Linked DNA regions of Drosophila melanogaster: region 1 is linked to region 2. A link is a contact called in public HiChIP or PLAC-seq data. All regions are on one chromosome and are shown on one strand. The core of a region is the stretch at or near the end of the contact, and the rest is flanking DNA. Distances in the headings are between cores, read along the strand shown.

Region 1 (5,551 bases), core at 2,363-4,862, 210 kb after region 2:
TAATGACCTATTCGACGTATTGCCACATTGATATGTTTTATATGGCAAAATTAGCGAAACTATTAGAGAGATGTTTTAGGAGATTGCCAGTATTCTTTGTTTATTTTTTGGCTAAAAACATGTCATGTCACATTGGCTAGCAAAATACGTTCTTTCTTGGAACCACTGTGCTTGGGATTAAAGACAGATCGTACGACTAGTTGGACGCGTGCTCGAACGTCTGTGGGCGGGTATTTATAGACGCAAAGAGTTGACAATGACACCCCCATCGTCCGAGAATCCCCCACAGTCTCGTTCCATCTGGCATCGGACCACGTATTCAACAAATGCCCGATAACAAATGCACGGGCCAATAAAAAATGCTCACTAACACACTGGCGCAAGGCTATAAAGTTACGTATGTGCTTTAGCTTTTGATTTCGCTTCTAGGTTGCCTCTTTATTTTTTTGTTTATTCCTGCTAAAAACGCACTTGAGTGCGGAAGAAGAAGAGCAATAAACAAAATACAAAAAATCAAAACACTGACGACAACAAAATAATGTCCAGCTCAGCTGATTTTCGCGACGAAAACAGCAACAAATACAAAGAATGCGTCATATAAACGACCAAAGTCGATTTTTAGGTAGCACATGCTGCGTGCACTGGAGTGGACCTTATTAAAACGATAAACTTGACACGCACCGATAAAAACTAATCATTTTAAAATATCTTAAACCCAGTTGGGTTAGCAAAACATTTTCTAAATAAACTAATAGCAACACAGTTAACATTGCGTATACGTTATTTTATTACTCATACGCACAGTGAAGAACCAGTTTTGAGCATTGTGGGTTTATTTTTTTGTTTGCATTGAATTCTAGTAACACGAAATGCTAGCGTGTGAGGAAAATCCAAAGAAATACGGTCCACCCCAGAGAGTGCAAGTAGTAAGTAAGAGCAAGAAGGCAACCTCAGCGGCTCCCCTGCTTCCTACAGCTATCTCACTCGCACTTCCCCGTGCTACCCACGTATTTAATATGCACACTATGCGCTTCAAACGGTGATCGTGAATTAATTAAGGTGGAAACACACACAAACGCCCGACTGACCGTGAATAGTTTGTAGTGGCGGGGTCTTCATTTTTGGTAATCGGGTCAAGGTCACCGCCGAACGATAGAACTCTTTTATTATCTAATCAGTCGGCGACCGACTTTTCATGCCATTTTTCGTACTTTGGATTTGTACTTTTGGATTTGGTAAAAGGATACAATACGTAGGCGACCACGACGCCAAACATCACTTCGAAGTAGTACATGTCCTTGTAGCGATCAAGGACCTTGGCTAGCATCTTAGCATCTTGGATATCACGCGGAATTTTCAAGTGTTGTTTCTCCGACCTGCAGAAGTTGGGCAAGAACAAAACCGAGACGAGGTGTAAACACAGTCTATGTATATATGTATATATATACAAATACTTCATATATCGGTGGCGTGACTCGATGTGTGTGTGTGTGTGTGTGCGAGTAAACCCTCTCGCCAGATAGCTCTGTAATTTCAGCCATTTTCCAGTCAAATCTGGCTACTCAACTGGAGCTTAATTGAAATATTTCTTAATTTACAAATTTAGATAAGTTTGGTTGCTAGGGACTGGTATATAATATTACTATTTGATTAACTATCTAAATAGAAAACCATTGTTATTTATTGAATACTATACTTTAATAACTCTTTGTAAATAGTTCCTATCTTTACTGCCCAAAAACGCCTCTTAAATGGAAGCAAACTCACGATATACAGATAAGTGTTTTTATAATGCCGTAAAAGGTATCATGATTTGGTTACTATTTCAATTACTTTATAATCACTGTATGCCAATGCAGTGAAAAGGCACGAACACAAAAAAGAACAACAAAATAGATAAGTAAAATTTCACAGCATTATCAATAAGAATAATGGGTCTGCCAAGGGACTTTGAAAAAGATTAGAGGGATCTGCACTTATAGTTTTCAACACGTTACGTTTGCTGATCAAATTTGACAAAAAAAAAACAAAGATTGTTCTCTGACTTGCTGATTCCATGCAAATCAAATTCTGATGAATTCAAATTGATAGAAGTATATGTACACAAACGTCTTGAACTTTAAACAAAATAAGTTTACTCACTCACAGAACCAGACTATCAAATAACAATCCGCTTTAGGTAAAGTTTAAAGATAATAATAATCGTGTGCAGAAAGTTTTTCTTATGCAAAGCGTGACATTTGAGTTAAGTTACTTATTTAACATGGCTGTTATAGTAAATATTTGGACAATTAAATGGCCCTTTTCTCACTACATACAAATAGTTATGTCTGATCTAGCCAATAATAAGTATTTGCAATAAGAGTTTTACATCCTACAAATGTAATATCTATGATATTTAAACATAAAATATTGTTTTAGAAGCGAAATGGAGATAACTAGCATTAGGTAAATGACTACCTAGCATATCTAATCATAGTTGGATGTAGCCTAGCTATTTTAAGCGGATCATTGGTCGACATCTCTGCTCGCAAATCAAGCGAGACAAGCTAAGCATACACACACACACACATGGAGGCCACTTAACACCTTACAGGTGCACGAATGCGCAGGGGACACACATTTGTGGCGCTTTAGCACCAGAAAGACCCACTTACGCGTTGAGCTCGGGGAATATGGCGTACACATAGCACATGGTGACCAAGCTGGCCACAAAAATGCCCGCTACGATGACCAGGGACTTCTTGGTGGCCTTCTTCTCGTCTGCGGACATGGCCTGCTTTTGCGGAGTGGCCTGTTGTTGTTGCTGCTGCTGCTGTTGTTGCTGTGGATTAAGATCTTGTTGCTCCTGTGGCGGCACCTGTGGCAACAGTGGAGTAGCCACCTGATCCGGGGAGTGTTCCTGGAGCGCCTTTGCCCTGCCATTGCGCATTGTAATCCCCTCGTCAGCGGAAATGGCTAGAAAAAAAAAACAGAGACATGCAGATGTAATATGCATTCCAAAGCAGAAGTGGTGGTGGTGAACAGAATGCACGGACTAAGGGTTAATAGTCGTTTTTGGCTTCACGGGCTGCGCACTAGCTGCGGGTTAATCACCGTTCCTTCGCTCAGCTGATAAGTAAAAACAACTAAAACAGCACACTCACCCACACCACTGCAGTAAGACATTGTGGCTTTGACACGATGTACGTAAGCCCGAGTTGAAGAAGGAAAATTTAATAAGCCTTCTATATCCGATTTTAATTCACGATTGACTCATTTAGCGTCTAGGCTATTTATCAATTGTTAATGCTATTTGTGTGCCTATTTGCGCGCCAGTCACAATTTGTTGTTCTTCTCTCTATCCGCGTGCCTATGCGTATGTGTATGTGCGTGTGTCTACAACAATGAATTTAATCAATATAAAAAAAATAGGAAGTTGGCTAAAACTGCGTTAACTAGAGTAATTGTAGTTGACTACTGCGCTAATAGCAATTTTTTTAAATTTTTTCTATTGCTTTTCACTTTAGCCGACTTTTTCGGCGAACGATCACGCTTAAAAGTCAATTTAAAATAAATTAATTTCAGAAATTTCCGTCACGACCAGTGTGGCCGAAGGCGCAGTGTTGATTAAGTCCAAGCGTGTACACAGCTACCGCACAAAACTGAACGTGGGTTTCTAATAAAATCTGGTCATACTGTCATATTTAGCGCCACTTTTTAGTTTCTCTAAATTTTATTTATATTTTTTAATGTTATACGTAAATAAAAAAATGTGAGTGTCTGCATAAGCAAGTGAAGTACTTTTTTTGTATCTATAAATATCAACATAATAGTGCCCTTTTTCTTTTTGCCAAAAGACTCCATATTAATTACCACCTCCATGAAATACTGATAGAAATAGTGGAATTAAACAGTGCACTTTTTATTTTGTATGAAAATAGATTTAATAAAAATCTCATCAATATATTTAACATTCTATAATGAAACTACGACCTTCAGTGGGTAGCAAACGCATTCACGAAACTTAAGGGATTAGGTTAACTTGTTTTCATGTAAAAAAAAAAGTACGTTGGTATCTAGTCTAGAATCTGTTAGGAATCTGCTGTTGTCTTGTTTTTGAGCTGACGGTATAGCTGAACCATTTTGCTGCGCTCGGTTTCAAGCATTGACCTCGTAGCCAAGGGCAGATCTTTCCGCTTGCCCTTCATCTGGGCCTTGGTGGGTGCTTTGAAGGCGCTCTTAGATTGGGCAGCCAGCTTTAGTCGACTGCTGTCGTCGTCCTCCGGCCCACGATTTGACTGACCCTGGTCGGGATTCAGCATGGACTTTAGAAGGAGATTGGCTTTGCGTCCTGGACGCGGCACGGTTTCACTTTTTTCCGCTTTGCGCGGCAGGATTTTGAGGGAAGGTGGGGCATGGACGATCTCACCAAATGCCACAGCATCCTGTTTGAATTCTGTTGGCCCGGCATTCTGCTTCTCCTCGGTATCAACCTCTTGCTGGGCCTCCTTGTAGGCCCTCTTCACCAATTCGCGACTGGTCTTCGCATCCATGGGCTTGTGTACGACTTGAACCTTTTTGCGACCCCTTTTGCCCGCCAGCCGTTGCTCCTTTTGCTTCTGCTTGAGCAGCTCGTCGATCTCGTTTTTCGGCCTCTTTTGGACAGTAATCTCCCCGGTTTTGGGGTTTCTGATCACGTTCACACCATACTTGGCCTCGTAGTGGGCTTCCCGTACGGATGCATTGGTCATGCGATTCACTCGGCGCAGATAATCCTCGTCCGTTTCGTTGGCGAACTGCTTGATGTTACGCGTTTCCTTTGAGGAGGAACTACTGCCAGGCTTGGATCCTGGAGAGGATTTGGGCTTATCCTCCCGTCCAATTTCGCCCAATCTTAGCTTCTTGCCCGATTTGGTGGCGTTGGCAAGCTGCTGAAACTGACGGAACTTAAAGGACACCTGCTGCTCATCCTTTTTCACAGGCGGATTGTTCGTTACTTTGGAAAGTCTGAAATGTGAAATGGTGCAGATATTAGTTTAGCTGCCTTTTTCGACTGACTTGCCACTATGAACAAACTTCTTCTCCTTCTGTTCCAGCTGCTTGAGGGGATCACGGACGCCGTGGTGCTTGCGCACGGGAATCTTTCGTTTCCGAGCCATTTATTTTGGGTTTTGGTTCAATTTTTGTAAAACAAACTCGTGGTATCGACAGCATGGGTTAAAATACTAAGCGCGATGCATGCTGACAAATACCAAAACAAACCATAAATATACCAAATCGATTAAAGCTTGGACTCAAACCATTGGCGCCCAGAATTACAAATGAAATATTAAAGTTAAATATATATTAGATTAAATATATAAATGTATTTTACACTATGTATTGTATTAAGTAGTCTTCATATTCCCCTATTTTATAATATACATTTTTAATAAAGATTTATATGCTGTAATGAGAAAAGTATTTTATTGCAAGTGGTAAAATTTACTGTTTGCAGTAAAATTAAATATTTAAAGTCACGAATTTGTCTTAATTTATTGTTTTATTAGTTTATAAGCAACGACAAAAT
Region 2 (5,806 bases), core at 200-2,699:
TGTACGGCTTGACCAGCTTCTGGATGAGTTCGTATGTCTGCATCACCAGCTCCCTGGTGGGTACAATCACCAGGGCCAGCACGCCATCCTTTCGCTGTATCCGTGGCTGCTGTTTCTGCAACAGTTCCACCAAGGGTAGAGCATATGCCAGGGTCTTTCCCGAGCCCGTCTGCGAACGTACGAGCACATCCTTGCCCTGGAGAACTTCGGGAATGGTCTTCTGCTGCACGCTAGTTAGCTCTCGAATGCTAAGCAGATCCTCCAAGTTCTTTACAGCATGAGGATGCAGTCCCAACGTGGATATTTTAGAGCCTGTAAAGATGGTCTCCTTGACGGGCTTCACCGCTCTTTGGCCCAGTTGCTTGAGTGCCTCCACGTCGCTTTGGTCGAAGAGGCCGATCTTCTTGGTGCGAAAACGGTTTGTGGACGAGGTTTCCTCGGCTTTCGGTGGTTTCTTCGCGGTTTGTTTGGGTTCCTTTTCTTGTCCAGGAGATTGTGCACTGGATTCATCTGGTTCCTCATCGGATGTTGCAGATTCTTCGCCGGATTCGCCGGAATCCTCAATATCTGATGACTTTTTGGACTCCTTAACGGCTGAACTCGGTTTTACCCTCGGAGATCCCCCTCCTGAGTTGTTCTTCGCATCCTCCTCATCGGCGCTGGCTTCCTGATCCCCTCCTCCCTCTTCACGACGCTTTTGCCGCCTCTCCTCCTCCAGTTGAGCGCGGAAAAGGTCACCGGGCGTGGGTAATTGATTTGGATTTTTTGGCTTTTTGTTGCTCTTCAGCGCCCGCGTGATCTGCTCTTCGCTGAGCTTCGTCAGTGGCTTGCCCTGCCTCTGTTTCTTGCCCAATCTTTCGGCTCGTGTGATTTTTGGCTTGGCTTTCTGGGCAACCACCGGCTTTGTGGTCACATTTAGCATGAAATCGTCGCCTAAAACGCTCTTAACAGGTGGTTTCGTTGGGCTAACATTGAACATAAGATCATCGTTGGATGCATTTGCTTTGGGGGATGCTGAAAGAGTGGAAATTGCGGATTTGCTGGAGGAAACTGAAGGCGTCGGCGATTTCGTGGTATTGGGAACTGATGAATTTGTAGGTTCAACTTTCGAAGGAGGCGCCCTTCTTCGCACAACGATTGCCTTGACTTTGGGCTTGTCCACATTGAATTGAAAGTCGAAATCCTGGGATTTCTGTGCACGTTTTTTAACCGAAAGCGCGGGCGACTGCTGAAATCAAATATACAATATATAAACACCACTTGAATAACATAGACATAGCCACTAACCTGTTGATTTTTCCGAGCCGACGACTTTACAGTAACATTCAGTGATATATTTTCCACCATTTTGGCACAATTGATGCTCGCAACCAAAGAAGAATCGCGAAACTTTTGTAAATAATAACGAATTGAATAAAACGTGCGTGGCTCTTCTTCTTCGTTTGCCACTCACAGCGAAAAGGTATGGTTACATCTGTTAGCGCGCCAGTGCTACCCATAGAAAAGCACATAGCGCTGCCAGATGAGGAAAAAAAGAAGCATAAGCGCTAAATTCAAATTGCACAATATATCGTTTAAACATCTTTAGTTGAATTTGGCAAAACACAAGAGCCCGTTATATTTAATATTGTATATTAATATATTTCGTATTTGGCAAATTCAGTAACATGTTTGTATTTTAAAGTAACTTTCTCTAAATATAATATGCTTACAACGAGTTTCGCACGCGACATTTGACGACGACCAACAAAAAAAAAAAAAAATAGTTTCACGCATTCAACTGCCTTGGGCAGCGAAGCGCATGGGGTTCCGTAGTAATTGTGGTTTTTGGTGGGTGGTGCTGGGTGGAATGGGCTGGTGGTTCTGTGGTCTGGCGGCTGGGTGGCCCTGGTGGTTTACATACGTGGGTGTCTGCTCTCCTTCGTTTTTCACATCCATGTGGGCATGTCAGCCCCAGCTGCGGGCACAGATGTCGACCACAGACCAATGCATGACGGTGACGGCTGCCTGTGATCCTGCTGGCGATGGTGATACTCCCCCGGGACTGGCCTCAGGAACCCCGACAGCGCTCTGCGATTTGCCAGCTCCCTCCTCCATGCCCATGACCTCATCCCGGGTATGCCCCTGCTGCTCCGTCGTTTGGCAGGCCGCGTACAACAACTATGCGGTCACGTAGTACTCCCGCTGCCTCTTCTGGCACTTCTCGCGCGCAATGTAGCACAAGGCGATCGTGATCAGGAGCACTATGGTCACGCCCATGCCGATGCTTACCCACATGATCTCCTCGTTGATGCCCACATAGGAGCGTCCTGGAGAAAACATAACATAACATACAATAAATCAATGTTAGGGGAATAATCCACATACAGAACCCACCATTGTAGTAGTGATTGGAGTAGCCGGCCTTGCCAGCCACTCGACCCGCTGGCATTTTGCGAAAAGTTCGGGTCAAGTAATAAATAAATGTGCGCGCCCTTTATTTATGTTTGGCTACTTGGCTCGCTGGCCAGCAAAGTTTCAACGGGCTATTTGTTGCTATTGCAGCTGGTTGGGATATTTTATTGGGTTTCTCCTTCTGTTCTTCAATTTCTTTGCCCTTGTTTAATTGGAATTTATGTGTGCAGGCGCACTCTTCGCTTCTCAAGGTCTTTCGGTGGCGCCAGCAGGACCTGAAATTAGCGAAGAGAAAACAAAATTAGAGTAAAATCATTGCTGAAGTTGATATTTTGTCGCGTTTTGAGTGCCATTCAAATTTGCGCGGGCTGTAGTGTTTTGCAGCACTGCTCTGCCCGTTTTACATCACTGCTGAGAAAGAGAAAGAGCACTGCTGTCAGCTGTTTTTAAGTAAATAAACATATTAGTTTTCGACGATTTGATTGTTGCTTATTTGTGGAGTTTCAGGTCAAAATTAATTGTTGGAAATTGTAAGATGGATAGTTTGGAGTCTAAGGAACTGGCAAGCATCAGCAAAGTGATGGAAAACAATGATAAAGCGAGCGAAAATGACAAAATCACCGGCATTACCACCGAAGAAGAAGAAGAAGTTGTTCCCGTGAAGAAGAAGAGAACTGAAGAGGGAGGGGGTGAGCTTAAGGAGGTAGCATGCGAGAAAGAGACAGTGCAACGCGAAAAGTGCCAAGACAAGAACACCTGTAGATGCTGTAAGTCCATCTCTTTCTCTGACACATATATCAGTCTCTATTGCACTATTTGTTTTTTAGGGAAAAGTGAACTTTCATTTTATTGAAATAAATATATTCAACTATTATTTACTACTTTTAAAGTAGTAAAAAAAAAATTGAATAGAGTAAGCGACATGGGTTTTTGTTAGTTCATAATAACAACCTTATCTTTAAAGCTCTCTATTACTCATTCTATAATTTGAGTAGTGATAATGTTTCTGTTTGTTAAATACGTTTTCTTGGTATGTACATAGATGTCATTCTATAAATAGTGTACTTTAGAGATTTAGAGATCAGTAAAACTAGAAAATTTGCTAAGATTACCGAAGTTATCATTCGCTTTAAAGTTGAACGAACATAAGCAATAGCACTCTTTGTTCATCATGAATCCTTTAAGCGTGTCCCTTTTATCTGACCAAGGATAGTAATAGACTTTTGGATCATTTCGTATGCAGGGATTGTTCCTGGCCAGAATCCATATCCTGGCATCCGTGATAGATTAAAGTAACGCCCAGGCACAAATTGCTTGAAAACGTCACGCCTGTCGTCCTTTTCCCTGCCATATCTGCTGCAGTTGCAAAAAGTTTCGCCCAAGCACACTGAGAAAAACGAATTGCACCGCATCCATAAGCCTTAGAAATAAATTCAAGGTGTAAAACAACAGCACTGCGCACCGAAATGAGCCCTTGTGGCCATGGTTCATTTGAAAGAAACCTCTAACTGGCTAAATTTTCTCGCAGTGCAGCAGCAAACACAACAGGAAGCAGCGCATCCTTCCGTTTCCATGCTGCACATTCAGAAACTGCAACTGCAATCGAAATGAGTGCGAAGGTCGCTTTTGACCAGGCCCAAACCGAAAACCCGTTAGTGAAGTGGCTTTAACTCGGCTTTCGACTTGAATAATTCATGTCCAAAAAACGGCATACTATGCCACGCATCGCAATCCAATATAATGCCATTTTCAGGGCTCACGTACCAAAAATCGTGCAACACAAAAGTTGGGAGTTGGGAGTTTTTTGGACCGCCAGCGATAAGGGCGATAACTGAATCATTTGTTTTCGCTTTTCCCCCCGGAAAATTGCGAACTTTAAAGGAAACTCCTGCCTGCGTGGTAATGAAAATAAAGCGTTCACCCGTTATTTAACCGCGCATTAAGTGCAGTTGACGTTCCCGGCGGCGTTGGCTAATTGAAAAGCGCCAACTGCAGCCAGCATGGGTTAACTTAACCCCACACTAACCCCTCGACTCATGATTAAATGGCTGTCTGGGGTATTTATAGACCGGCAATCCTTTCTGGTTAGCAACTGCTGCACAATCCCATTAAGATTGCTTATTTCCACAACTATCTCTTGCTTTTAAGTAGCAGCAATACATTTGTATAAATATAGATAGATTACTCGTTAATATTGTGAGGCATATAACAGGATAATTGCTCACGGCATGTATCTTAGAGTTCTCACACTCTCTCTTAGGTTAAGATATCTAATTTCCCCCACTATCTCAGCTAAACTGAACCTTTTATATTATTCATGACACTGGATACTATTATTTAATTGGAGCAAGAATTTGCATAACAGCTGCACTTAATCGCCATTGAAATTATCTGGCGGAAATAATAACCAGCTCGCTAGTTTGACCGTGACAAATTCAGCGGGTCAAGTGGCGAATGCGAAAATTGAAAAACTTTAAGTGCTTATGCGGAAAATGCAGAAGAAAGAAATTCAGCTCGTTCTACGAGCGTTGTAAAAATGCTACTAAACGCCGGTAATTGGGTTATAAAATTCACTTATTCACGTTTAATGGGTATTCGAATATGGAAAGTATAACGCTTTTTATTATGGAGAATTACAGAATTTATTAGCTAAGAATGTTCCATAAAATACATATACCCCTTGAAGGCAATAAATAAGTCGCTATTAAGGTACTTAAATACATGCAAGTTTTAGTTTGTCTGGTTTTTGAATTAGAGAACTGTTCAACAACCCAAAGTGTTATAAACTAGGCAAACTGTTTTTTTTCCAGTGGGGCTCAGGCAACCCATTGCCATTTCATGGCACAAATATTCGAGATATAAAAACATAAGCTAGAGATTAGCTAGTAGCGAACCGCTGTCCCATTCTCCATTGTCCACTGAGCCCTCGAGCGGTTCGCATCCGCGCAAAGATCTTAGAAGTAATGTCTTTACGACGTGGACTTTACATATCCCCCGCCCTTGCAGCCCAACTGGAGGCGGAGCCTATCAAGGATAACCGCCAGCTGCTGGAGTTTCGGGTGCGAAGCCGGAACATCGACTGGCGCGAGTACGTCCTGCCACTGGACACCAGCGTTCGAACGACACCCGTCTATCTGGACCGCCAGGCGGACTTCGTGGGCAGCACCCGGCGCCAGGTGACCGAGGATAATCGCCGGGAACTGCTCGTCTGCCACGACATGATGGGCAACTACCTCGAGGATCGGTGAGTCCTTAAACTGAGAAGTTTAACAACAAAAGGAGGGGGTACCTGGGATGCAATCCCTTTACGAATTTACCTAACAAAAAGCCCATGTCAGGTCAATGCAAATGTATTGCAACTTACTAATTTTCAAGCCACTTGATGCAATCGAAGTTGTACTAATGAATATCT

Evidence for each region. HiChIP or PLAC-seq counts read pairs in DNA pulled down with a chosen protein or histone mark.
Region 1: a contact with region 2 is called in an H3K27ac HiChIP or PLAC-seq map of the Kc167 cell line, with 4 times the contacts expected there. The contact joins the promoter of stas here to the promoter of CG8611 in region 2. A contact is called at or near these places in 6 of 107 Hi-C or Micro-C datasets (the Kc167 cell line, the S2 cell line, cellular blastoderm embryo and 2 more) and 1 of 6 datasets of contacts at active chromatin or transcription factors (the Kc167 cell line).

What each region holds. Positions count from the first base shown.
Region 1 is chrX:17,624,283-17,629,833 of dm6, forward strand. stas (Stasimon) reads right to left here and starts at 3,613. Exons shown (of 4, transcript NM_132997.3): 1 at 3,147-3,613; 2 at 2,658-2,958; 3 at 1,248-1,376. The coding sequence starts at 3,168. CG8326 reads right to left here and starts at 5,210. Exons shown (of 2, transcript NM_132998.2): 1 at 5,059-5,210; 2 at 3,882-4,989. The coding sequence starts at 5,141. The coding sequence ends at 4,074. corolla (corolla,) reads right to left here. Exons shown (of 4, transcript NM_132999.3): 4 at 5,509-5,551.
Region 2 is chrX:17,420,696-17,426,501 of dm6, forward strand. CG8611 reads right to left here and starts at 1,450. Exons shown (of 5, transcript NM_176749.2): 1 at 1,288-1,450; 2 at 1-1,228. The coding sequence starts at 1,347. It overlaps CG12994, which reads right to left. Exons shown (of 3, transcript NM_144231.2): 2 at 2,377-2,669; 3 at 1,625-2,309. The coding sequence starts at 2,431. The coding sequence ends at 2,161. It overlaps CG46464, which reads right to left. Exons shown (of 3, transcript NM_001382168.1): 2 at 2,377-2,669; 3 at 1,625-2,309. The coding sequence starts at 2,103. The coding sequence ends at 1,948. It overlaps ENGase (Endo-beta-N-acetylglucosaminidase), which reads left to right and starts at 2,896. Exons shown (of 4, transcript NM_132987.2): 1 at 2,896-3,161; 2 at 5,401-5,638. The coding sequence starts at 2,930.